Regions from separate parts of the Ovis aries genome. Here region 1 is linked to region 2. A link is a contact called in public Hi-C data. All regions are on one chromosome and are shown on one strand. Each heading gives the region's core, a stretch centred on a gene start, on an enhancer-like site or on the middle of the called end of the contact. The rest is flanking DNA. Distances are from core to core; before and after follow the strand shown. Region 1 holds the start of GINS4 (GINS complex subunit 4). Region 2 holds the start of SFRP1 (secreted frizzled related protein 1).

What was found. A called contact is a pair of places that touch in the nucleus more often than the background predicts.
Region 1: a contact with region 2 is called in a Hi-C map of liver, with 4 times the contacts expected there. The contact joins the promoter of GINS4 here to the promoter of SFRP1 in region 2. A contact is called at or near these places in 4 of 16 Hi-C or Micro-C datasets (hypothalamus, liver, skin fibroblasts and 1 more).

The regions. Positions count from the first base shown.
Region 1 is chr26:35,797,356-35,801,615 of ARS-UI_Ramb_v3.0, forward strand. GINS4 (GINS complex subunit 4) reads left to right here and starts at 1,725. Exons shown (of 8, transcript XM_060406926.1): 1 at 1,725-1,895; 2 at 2,808-2,925. The coding sequence starts at 2,830.
Region 2 is chr26:35,594,995-35,599,393 of ARS-UI_Ramb_v3.0, forward strand. It overlaps SFRP1 (secreted frizzled related protein 1), which reads right to left and starts at 2,135. Exons shown (of 3, transcript XM_027962478.2): 1 at 1,382-2,135. The coding sequence starts at 1,907.

The DNA of each region.
Region 1 (4,260 bases), core at 475-2,974, 200 kb after region 2:
CTGTCCCTTCCCAGGGGACACAGCTCAAGAAAGCTGGTAGAAGCTGCACCAACGGTCATGACTCACCTCCAGAAGCCAGGCTGCATCACTTCGGCCCTGTTCTCTCGGTCCAGCAGGTACAAAGTTCTTCCCAGCCTGAAGAAGAGAGATCACATCCACTCCTGGGCATATATCTGGGCAAAATGATGTTGAAAAAGATACCACATACCCTTACTTTCATAGAAGCACTATTTGCAAGAGCCAAGACATGGAACAACCTAAATGTCCATTGACAGATGATTGGATAAAGAAGATGTGGTACATAGATACAGTGGAATACGACTCAGCCATGAAAAAGAATGAAACAATGCCATTTGCGGCGACACGAATGAACCTAGAGATGATCACACTAAGCAAGTCAGACACAGAAAGAAACACCATGTGATATCACTTATATGTGCAGTCTAAAATGAGACTCACACACATAGAGAACAGATTTGCCAAGGGAAAGGAGGGGTGTGGGAGTTATGGAGTGGGACTTTGGAGTTAGCAGATGCAAACTGTTATACATAGGATGGATAAACAGCAAGGTCCTACTGTATAGCACAGGGAACCCTATTTAATATCCTGTGATAAGCCGTAATAGAAAAGAATATGGGAAAGAATGCATGCATAGGCATAACTAATCACTTTGCTGTACAGCCGAAAGTAACACAACATTGTAGGTCAACTATACTTCAACAAAATAATGACCTTTTTTTTAAAAGGAGGAGAGATTCCAAACTCCATCTCTGGATGGAGACACGTCAGCAGTCATGTTGCTGTAAAAAGACTTCAGGATGAGATGGATATCAGAGCAGCTCTCTGGGGAAAACACAACCTTCTACAACTGAAAACCACTGAATCACCAACCAGTGAAACACAGAGTTGAAAGGGACTTGGGAAAGGTCATCATGGGTCACTAACAGAACTCATTCTGTAAGACACAGCTCAAAGGGCCCTTCGCTTGGAATCCGTCTTTATGTATCTGTATGTGTATGTGTGTATGCGCGTGCTTTTGCTTCAGTCAAGGCAGAAGGCATAAACTGTAAACGTCAACCTAGAGAGCAGCTGGGATTGTCTAAAGCAATGGCTCTCCAAGGTCATCTGCGTCAGAATCATCTGATGAGCCAAGTCTGTTGAACTCCCCCCACCCACACACCCATTTCTGATTTCACAGGTCTGGGTTGGCCCTGGGAACTTGCATTTCTCAGGGGTCCCAGCCCGATTTGTTGCTGGTGGTCTTGAACCGCATTTTAAGAACCACTCGCCTAAAGGCTTTCAGAGCCGGGGTAGTGGCCATAGCCGCAGCCCCGGCAGAGACGCGGGAGCCAGAAGGGTGGAGAAGACGACCCTAGAGGTGGAAGCGGCCTGATCTAACACACACAGCGCACCTCCCTGCCGCCCGGGCTCGGCCAGAGGACACGCGGGCGCCGGTGCGGGGTGGCGCGAAGGCTCACGCCGCCCGAGTCCTCAGCCGCGGGGGCCGGGCGCCCCCTGCCGACGGCCCATGGGCTGTGCGAGCCGGGGCCACACGCCCGACCCTGGCAGGGGTGCTCTGGGCTCAGCCGGACCCGCCCCCCGCCGCCTCCACTAGGGAAGGGGCGGGGAGAGCGGGCCGCGGGCACGCAGGCCCCCGCCCCCGGTGGGCGGGGCCTCCTGGCCGTGATTGGACGGCGTCTCTAGTGCGCGGTGACGTTGTGCCTAGACAGGAAGTGTCCGAGAGGAGCGCGGGAGCTGCGAAGTGAACGCTCTGGTCTGTTTGGGAAGCGGCTCGCGCCGAGCGTTCCGCGGCCGGTTGCTCTTCTGGCTGCTTCCCGCGAGCATCCGGCCGTCGCTGCCCGCCGATTCAGAGGGCCTCGCAGCCTGCCCCGACCCTGGTGAGCGTCCGCGTGGGCCCACTGGAAGGGCTCTCGCCGCGTGTCTGTGTGTGTGTGTGTGTGTGTGTGTGCGCGCGTGCGTGCGTCTCGGGGTAGGCGGTGACCCTATGCCCGCGACGCCAGGAGGGGAGCGGGGAGGAATGTGCTTTCGGAATCCCTGAGGCTCCAAGAAAGCTGAGCGCTGAAGAATTGATGCTTTTAAAGTGTGTTGGAGAAGACTCTTGAGAGTCCCCTGAACTGCAAAGAGATCCAACCAGTCCATCCTAAAGAAAAGCAGTCCTGAGTGTTCACTGGAAGATGCTGGGAAAGATTGAAGGCGGGAGAAGAAGGGGAGACAGAGGATAAGATGGTTGGATGGCATCACCAACTCAATGGACATGAGTTTGGGTGAACTCCGGGAATTGGTGATGGACAGGGAGGCCTGGCATGCTGCAGTCCATGGGGTCTCAAAGAGTCGGACACGACTGAGCGACTGAACTGACTGAATTGACTGAGGCTCCAAGGATGCCACCTCGTCTCCATCACCCATCTTCCTAAGCCTCTGGGTCACTGACTGGCCAGGTCATTGTATCCCCAGCCTTGAGAGGTGCCACGATTAATATTAGAGCCTAAGCCAGCGCAGCCGCTGCAGAAAGGACCTCCTTCTGGAAGGCAAACACATGTGATTGGTGCTCCATTCAGCCAGCACGTGGAAACCCTTGTAAGGACTGACCGCTTTGAGAAATTGATCCCTGACCTAAGATTTGAAGGAATAGGCAACCCATTACAAAACCAAAGCCAGTGAACTCTCTGGCCACTGCCAAAGAGCGTCTACAACCCATGTAAACCTTTCTTTTTCCCAGGTACAATAGTTGCGTGTTCTTGCAAATAAATACAAACACACAGCATAGTATGGGTTCTTTTATTTACCAGGTTCCTGGTTTCAGAGAATATGGCAGAGGAAGCAGACCTCTTGGGACAGGACTCTGATGGGGACAGTGAGGAGGTGGTCCTGACCCCTGCAGAGCTCATTGACCGGCTGGAGCAGGTAAGCAGCCCACACGGAATCCCCCTGCTGCAAGCACAGCCTCTTAAGCTAGTCCAACGCTGCAAATGTCAGGATTCAAGAAATGAGGGGATGGAATTCAAGGCTTCTTAGAAGAGAAGAGACTGCGTCTTACCATCTCCACAGAAACAGGAAGTATAGGCACAGCCAGATAGAAACTTCATAATGTCGAGCACAGATTCCTCAGGTGGGTCCAGTAAAGGTTGGCTTTGGGGACAGTTACAAGAACGGTTCACAAAGCAAGGATCTACTTGGTATTTGTGGGGACTACAGAAGTGCTTGATAGAGACTTAAAAGTTCTAGAAAATGCTGAAACACCTTTAGGAGAAAACTGGTCTCATCCTTCCTTTTCCTCCAGTTTCTTTTGCCAACCATTCTGTACATTTCTACTGCTTGCCTCAGATCACTCCTGGGGTGTTTCTCCTTTTAGTCATAGTCACTGTGGTTTATTGAGTATTTCTTGTGTGTCAGGGTTCTTTATATTTCTGGTCTCATGAAGCCTTGGTAGTTGAAGGGTTCAGACTGTCTGTGTTTAAATCCCTCCATGCCCCTGGTCTGTTTTACAAATGTAGGCAGGTTGCATAGTTTGTCTCTGGCACGCCCTTGACTATAACCTGGAGGTAATGGTAGTGGCTACCTCATGGAGTTGTTGTGAGGATTGAATGACACAAGGTGTGTGACGTACTGAGTGTAGACTGAGGCATGTGAAGGGCTCACTGAATGTCACCTGTGAGCAGTAATGCTCTTCACAACCCCCTGAGGGAGGTACCGTGTTATCTCCGCTTTAGAGATGAGGAAGCTGAAGCTTCGCAATGAAAGGTGTAAAGGAACTTGCCAGGGTCACACAACAGCATCAGAGCCAGGATGTGAACCAGGTCTCTGATTCAGTCCACCTGCTGCCTTATTCCTCTCCCTGCAATTGCCCCTTTCAGAACTCTCTTGCGTCTGCTACTTTACGATTCTTCATTCTCATACTTTACGACTCTTCTTCAGTACCTGCCCTCCAGTATTCTTGCTTGGAAAATCCCATGGACAGAGGAGCCTGGCGGACTACAGTCCATTGGGTGGCAGAGAGTCAGACACGACTGAGCGGCTGACACTTTCCCTTTCATACCACGGTGGATGTGTAACGTGGTACTGTCACTTTAAAAAATAACATCATTTTCTGTTGAAGAAGGCACACATATCCCATGGCCCAGTTATTACTCTTCTCAGGTGCATGCCTAGAGTAAGGCATATACACATAAAGAGGGGGGAAAAGAGTAGGAAAACGGATAAAAGCTCCTGCCGCTGCCTGGATAGCTCTCAGGAGCATCA
Region 2 (4,399 bases), core at 885-3,384:
GTGGGTTCTATCCAGACGAAACACCAAGGGCTTAGTCTGCTCCAGGTACCAGCAGCATCTCCCCGAAGGTGAACCCTGTGCAGACCTCCAGAAAGGGCGAACACGGGGCCCAGAACTCGAGCTGTTGCCCTGTCCAACCACTGAGCCCATCTCCACATCCCCCACTCTGGACTTATCTCCGCCCTACCTGAAATAAGCAAAGGCATTCAAGTTTCAGGGTGCCCTTCCCCGGACTATCCTACCCTCACTCTGGGGAGCCTGCCCCGCAGGAGACATTCCTCCTCCAGCATCACTTGGAGATAAGCTGAGCCAGCAAGCAACAGGTTTTTCCACCGCCCCCTCCCCCGCCACCGCCCCCCAACACACACACAACCTTAAGCCCTTTCCTCCAAAAGCCCTAAAGACGGGGGGCCCTGTGCTGGGTGCCCTGGGCACATGGCTCCCCGTCTCTGATCACTGGCAGCTCTTTGAGCCTCAACTCTGCTTCCGAAGAGGTCGGGGTTGAATTCATTCCTCTCAAAGTCAGGCGAGGGTGCTGGAGTGTTGATTTATTGGGGATTTTCTTTTTTTTCTTTTTGGCTTGTTAACTTGTTTTGCTCTGTCTTGTGGCCTGGGGGTTGGGGGTGGCTTGGTGATGTGCCTTCCTCCCCCATCAAGAGCTGCCCTTTAGGCGGGAGGAGGTTCTGAGAACAACCTCCTGCCCTTCTCTGGGGCTGTTAGGAAAGTCTTCAATTTGCGGTCCCGCTCCCCAAGGAGAGCGGAACAATGAGCTAATGACAATTGTATCTTCCTAATTACCTGAGGATTTGTGTGAATGAGAGAAGCAGGGGGTATGCAAAAATGGGGGAGAAGAGTCTTTCCATCCACCCCCCTCCCTTAAGTCCCCCGAAGCTGTTACCTGAAAGGAGGAAACAGCCTTGCAGTTTCTAAACTTTTTTCCTCGGCTCCTTTTGCACCAGTCCAGGAGCTACTTCGCTGAATGACTAGCTAAGAAAAGCGATTTTTAAAAAATCCTCCTCGAACCTAAGAATATAAACAAAGCTGCACCTTAGCATTTGCTCGGCCCTCCAGCGCTTCCCAGATTTAGAGTTTGGGTTGTGTTTCCCGCCCCCAGCCCCGGGGGGCATCTCGTCTACGGGGTTCAAAGCTCCGATGGGGACTCGCTTCCCTCCCAGGGGAGAAAAGCGCTCTCCTGGGACCCGGAGCTAAAGCTTTGTTTCCTGGAAACTGGATTCCCAGGGCAGCGGCTCCACGACCCGCAGCGGGTGCGCGCGCGGGGCTGCCCAGCCGGGCACCACCTCGGACTTCTCGAGGCCGTCGGGCAGGGCCGAGGGCACGTCCCCCAGGCCCGGGACGCAGCCCCGGGGGACCCCAGCCTCACCTTGGGGCTTGGAGGCCTCGGTGGCGTTGGGCGGGGTCATGGCGATGCAGACGTCGCCCTCGGGAAACTTGTCGCACTTGAGCATCTCGGGCCAGTAGAAGCCGAAGAACTGCATGACCGGCTCGCACGAGTCGCGCACGGCCTCGCAGAGCCAGCGGCACGGGTAGATGGGCCGGTCCAGGCAGACGGGCGCGAAGAGCGAGCACAGGAAGACCTGGGTGCCGATGTGGCAGTTCTTGTTGAGCAGGGGCACCCAGCTGCTGGCCTGCTGCTTCACCTCGGCCATCGTCTCGTGTTCCAGCAGGTTGGGCAGCACCATCCTCTTGTAGCCCACGTTGTGGCACAGCCGCAGGTCGGCCGGGATGTCCACGCACTGCGGCGGCTTGGTGTAGAAGCGCCCGCTCTGGTAGGCGCCGATGTCCGACTGGAAGCTCACGTAGTCGTACTCGCTGGCCGAGCCCGCGGCCAGGAGCCCGGCGGCCAGCGCCAGCAACGCGCCCGCCGCGGCCCAGCGCCCGCCGCCCATGCTCGGCGCCCCGGCCCCCGCGACGCGGGGCGTCCTCGGTGGTCTCCCCGCGCGCGTCCCGCCGCGAACTTGCAGGAGCCCCCCCGCCCCACCCCGCACCACCCGCCGGCTCCGGGGACAAAAGGCGCCGTCCGCACCCGCGCCCAACTGGGCGGCCACGCGCTCCTGCCCGGCGCTGGCGGGGCGGCCCAGAAGAGCTGCGCGGGGAGGCGAGCGCGCGGCCCGAGTGCGGCCCAGGCGCCCGAGGCGGCGGGACCCGAGTGCCCGGCGCTCCCGCGGCCGAGCCCTCCGAGCCGCGCGGGCCAATCAGCGCCGGCCGCCGGGAGCGCTCCGGGCCCGCCCGTCAGTCACCCGCGCCGCCGGCCAATCGGCTCGCGGGCGGGAGGGCTCGGCTCCCCAGAACTCAGCGCAGGTCAACACCCCTTAAAAAACAAAACCAAAAAAAATAAATAAATAAAAGAAGGAACAAGGGGTGGGGGGGAACGAGGAAAAGACAAAAAAGGAAAGAAAGAAAGAAAAAAGGAAGGGAGAGAGGGGATGGAGAGAAGTGTGCGGAGGGTAAAAAGGATGCGCAACGCTGCAGCTAGCTCGAGTCAGATCTCAGGAAAGCAAGGACGCTTAACAGTACTTGCAAGTCCATGAGCTAATCAAGACTTTTTTTTTTTTCTTTTTGTCACTTTTCCCTAACTTAACGCAGCAGCAAACTGCTTTCTCGGTGTTGTTCTCGATGGCTGCAGTACGGAAAGGGGCCGTTGCCGACGGACCGGGGCTCAGGAAGACTGTATCGAGGGAGGTCTGCCTTTCCATCCCCGGCCGGTGGGGCTCGGTTCCCGCGAAGACCCGGCGAAGGTGGAGGCCGGCTGTTTGCTGGCTTTAAAAGGCAGCTGCGTTTCCAGGTGAGACAACCGGATGATGGCCCTCCGACAGTCCCGAGGCAGTGTGGAAGGGAAGGGTGCGCACAAAGGTGTTGATTTGGGGAGGACAGTTGGGTTTTGTGTTTTTGGCTTTGGTTTTCTTTTTTTTTTTTTAGTTTTGTTTTTTTAAAGAAAAAGAAGAAGGGAAAAAAGAGCCCCGCTCAAGGCCCAGCCCGACAGCACGTCTGTGTGTGCGCGCATATGCACATTGACATGTTTGTGGTCTAGAAAGCCAAAACATTAAAAACACATGTGCACTTATCAGCGTGGCTTGTGTAAATATCAAGTCCATCACTCAGGCACACATGCTACATTCAGAGCCGGCCCAGGAACCTCAAGTCAAAAACCAAGGGTTCCTGTTCAGACAGAAGGCGAGAGAAAAGTCCCAGCAGAAACAGCCCATTCTTTCCATCCAGCCCACTCCCCACGGCCCCCCACCACCACCCCAGAACAGAGGGTGGTCCCCCTGCCACCCTCCCCCTCAAAGTCCCTGGGGATTCTTTGTAATGAGGCCCAAGCTCCAGAAAGCTGGGAGTGTGACCAGGACCAACTCCAGGGACAGGCAAGAGCAACAGCTGTCCCTGAGGTTGGCAAGGTCTCCACACTGCTTGTGTCCCGAAATGTGGGGTGGAGACGGGGGGCAGAGAAGGCTGCAGATCGCATCTGAGTGGCGTGACACTACCTCAGATGGCAAATGGGCCACAGAGCCCAGAGCTGAAGGCAGACACCAGAGGAGGCGCCGCCTTGCTGGGGGAAGCTGACTTTGGACCCTGCAGACCAAATTTCTTGATGGACAGATTCCAAGTCAAACGACTGGAGTTTTTCGATGAAGAGAGGCTCTTAAAGCAGTCCTGCACCTAAAGATATAGTGATGCCGCTGTGCACCCAGGGAGCGTGTACCAGTGGTCAACTTCTCCATCACTTCTAAGCTGATGAAAGGTGCTCTAAAGCAAGAGCGGCAATGTGGAGGGAAAGAGATGGGGGGAGACTCCTTCGGGTGGCAAAGGGTTAATCCCTAAACAATTGGTAATGCTCAGCCCAGAAGCTGGGGAAGACATTCCTCACAGACAGAGAAGAGACCACAGGAAACCAGGCAACTGTGTCTCAATTCAAGGGGCAGTTAGAGAAAAATGCAGTTTGGTAGGGGTCCTTTTCTCTCCTCGAGGCAGGCCCTCGGTCCCAAGGCAAATGTGTCTGTTTACTCACTCCCTGCAAAGAGTTGTGTTAGCAGATAACATCCCCTCTGGATGCAGGCTTCGCCCTGCCCTCACTCCTGTCTGTACTATTTCCCCAAGAGGTGGAAGGGCCTGTATGTCCCATATGAAAATTCAGGAAATTCGTTCATGGGACTGCTCCTCCACCAGTCCCTGGGGGTCTCGAGGCAGAAGTAAATGTCACAGTTCCATTCCATGGGAGGGCCTAGTCTAGGTCTGGTTGTTTCTGATTGCTCACCCCCAAACGGTCTCAGTGAGAGGCCTCTTGGGGCACCCAGGGACATGACTGTCCCAAGAAATACAGGGGGTGTGAGAGCAATTAAGCCCCCAGAATCTTCAACTCAGTGCATTTCTGGCTCCTCCC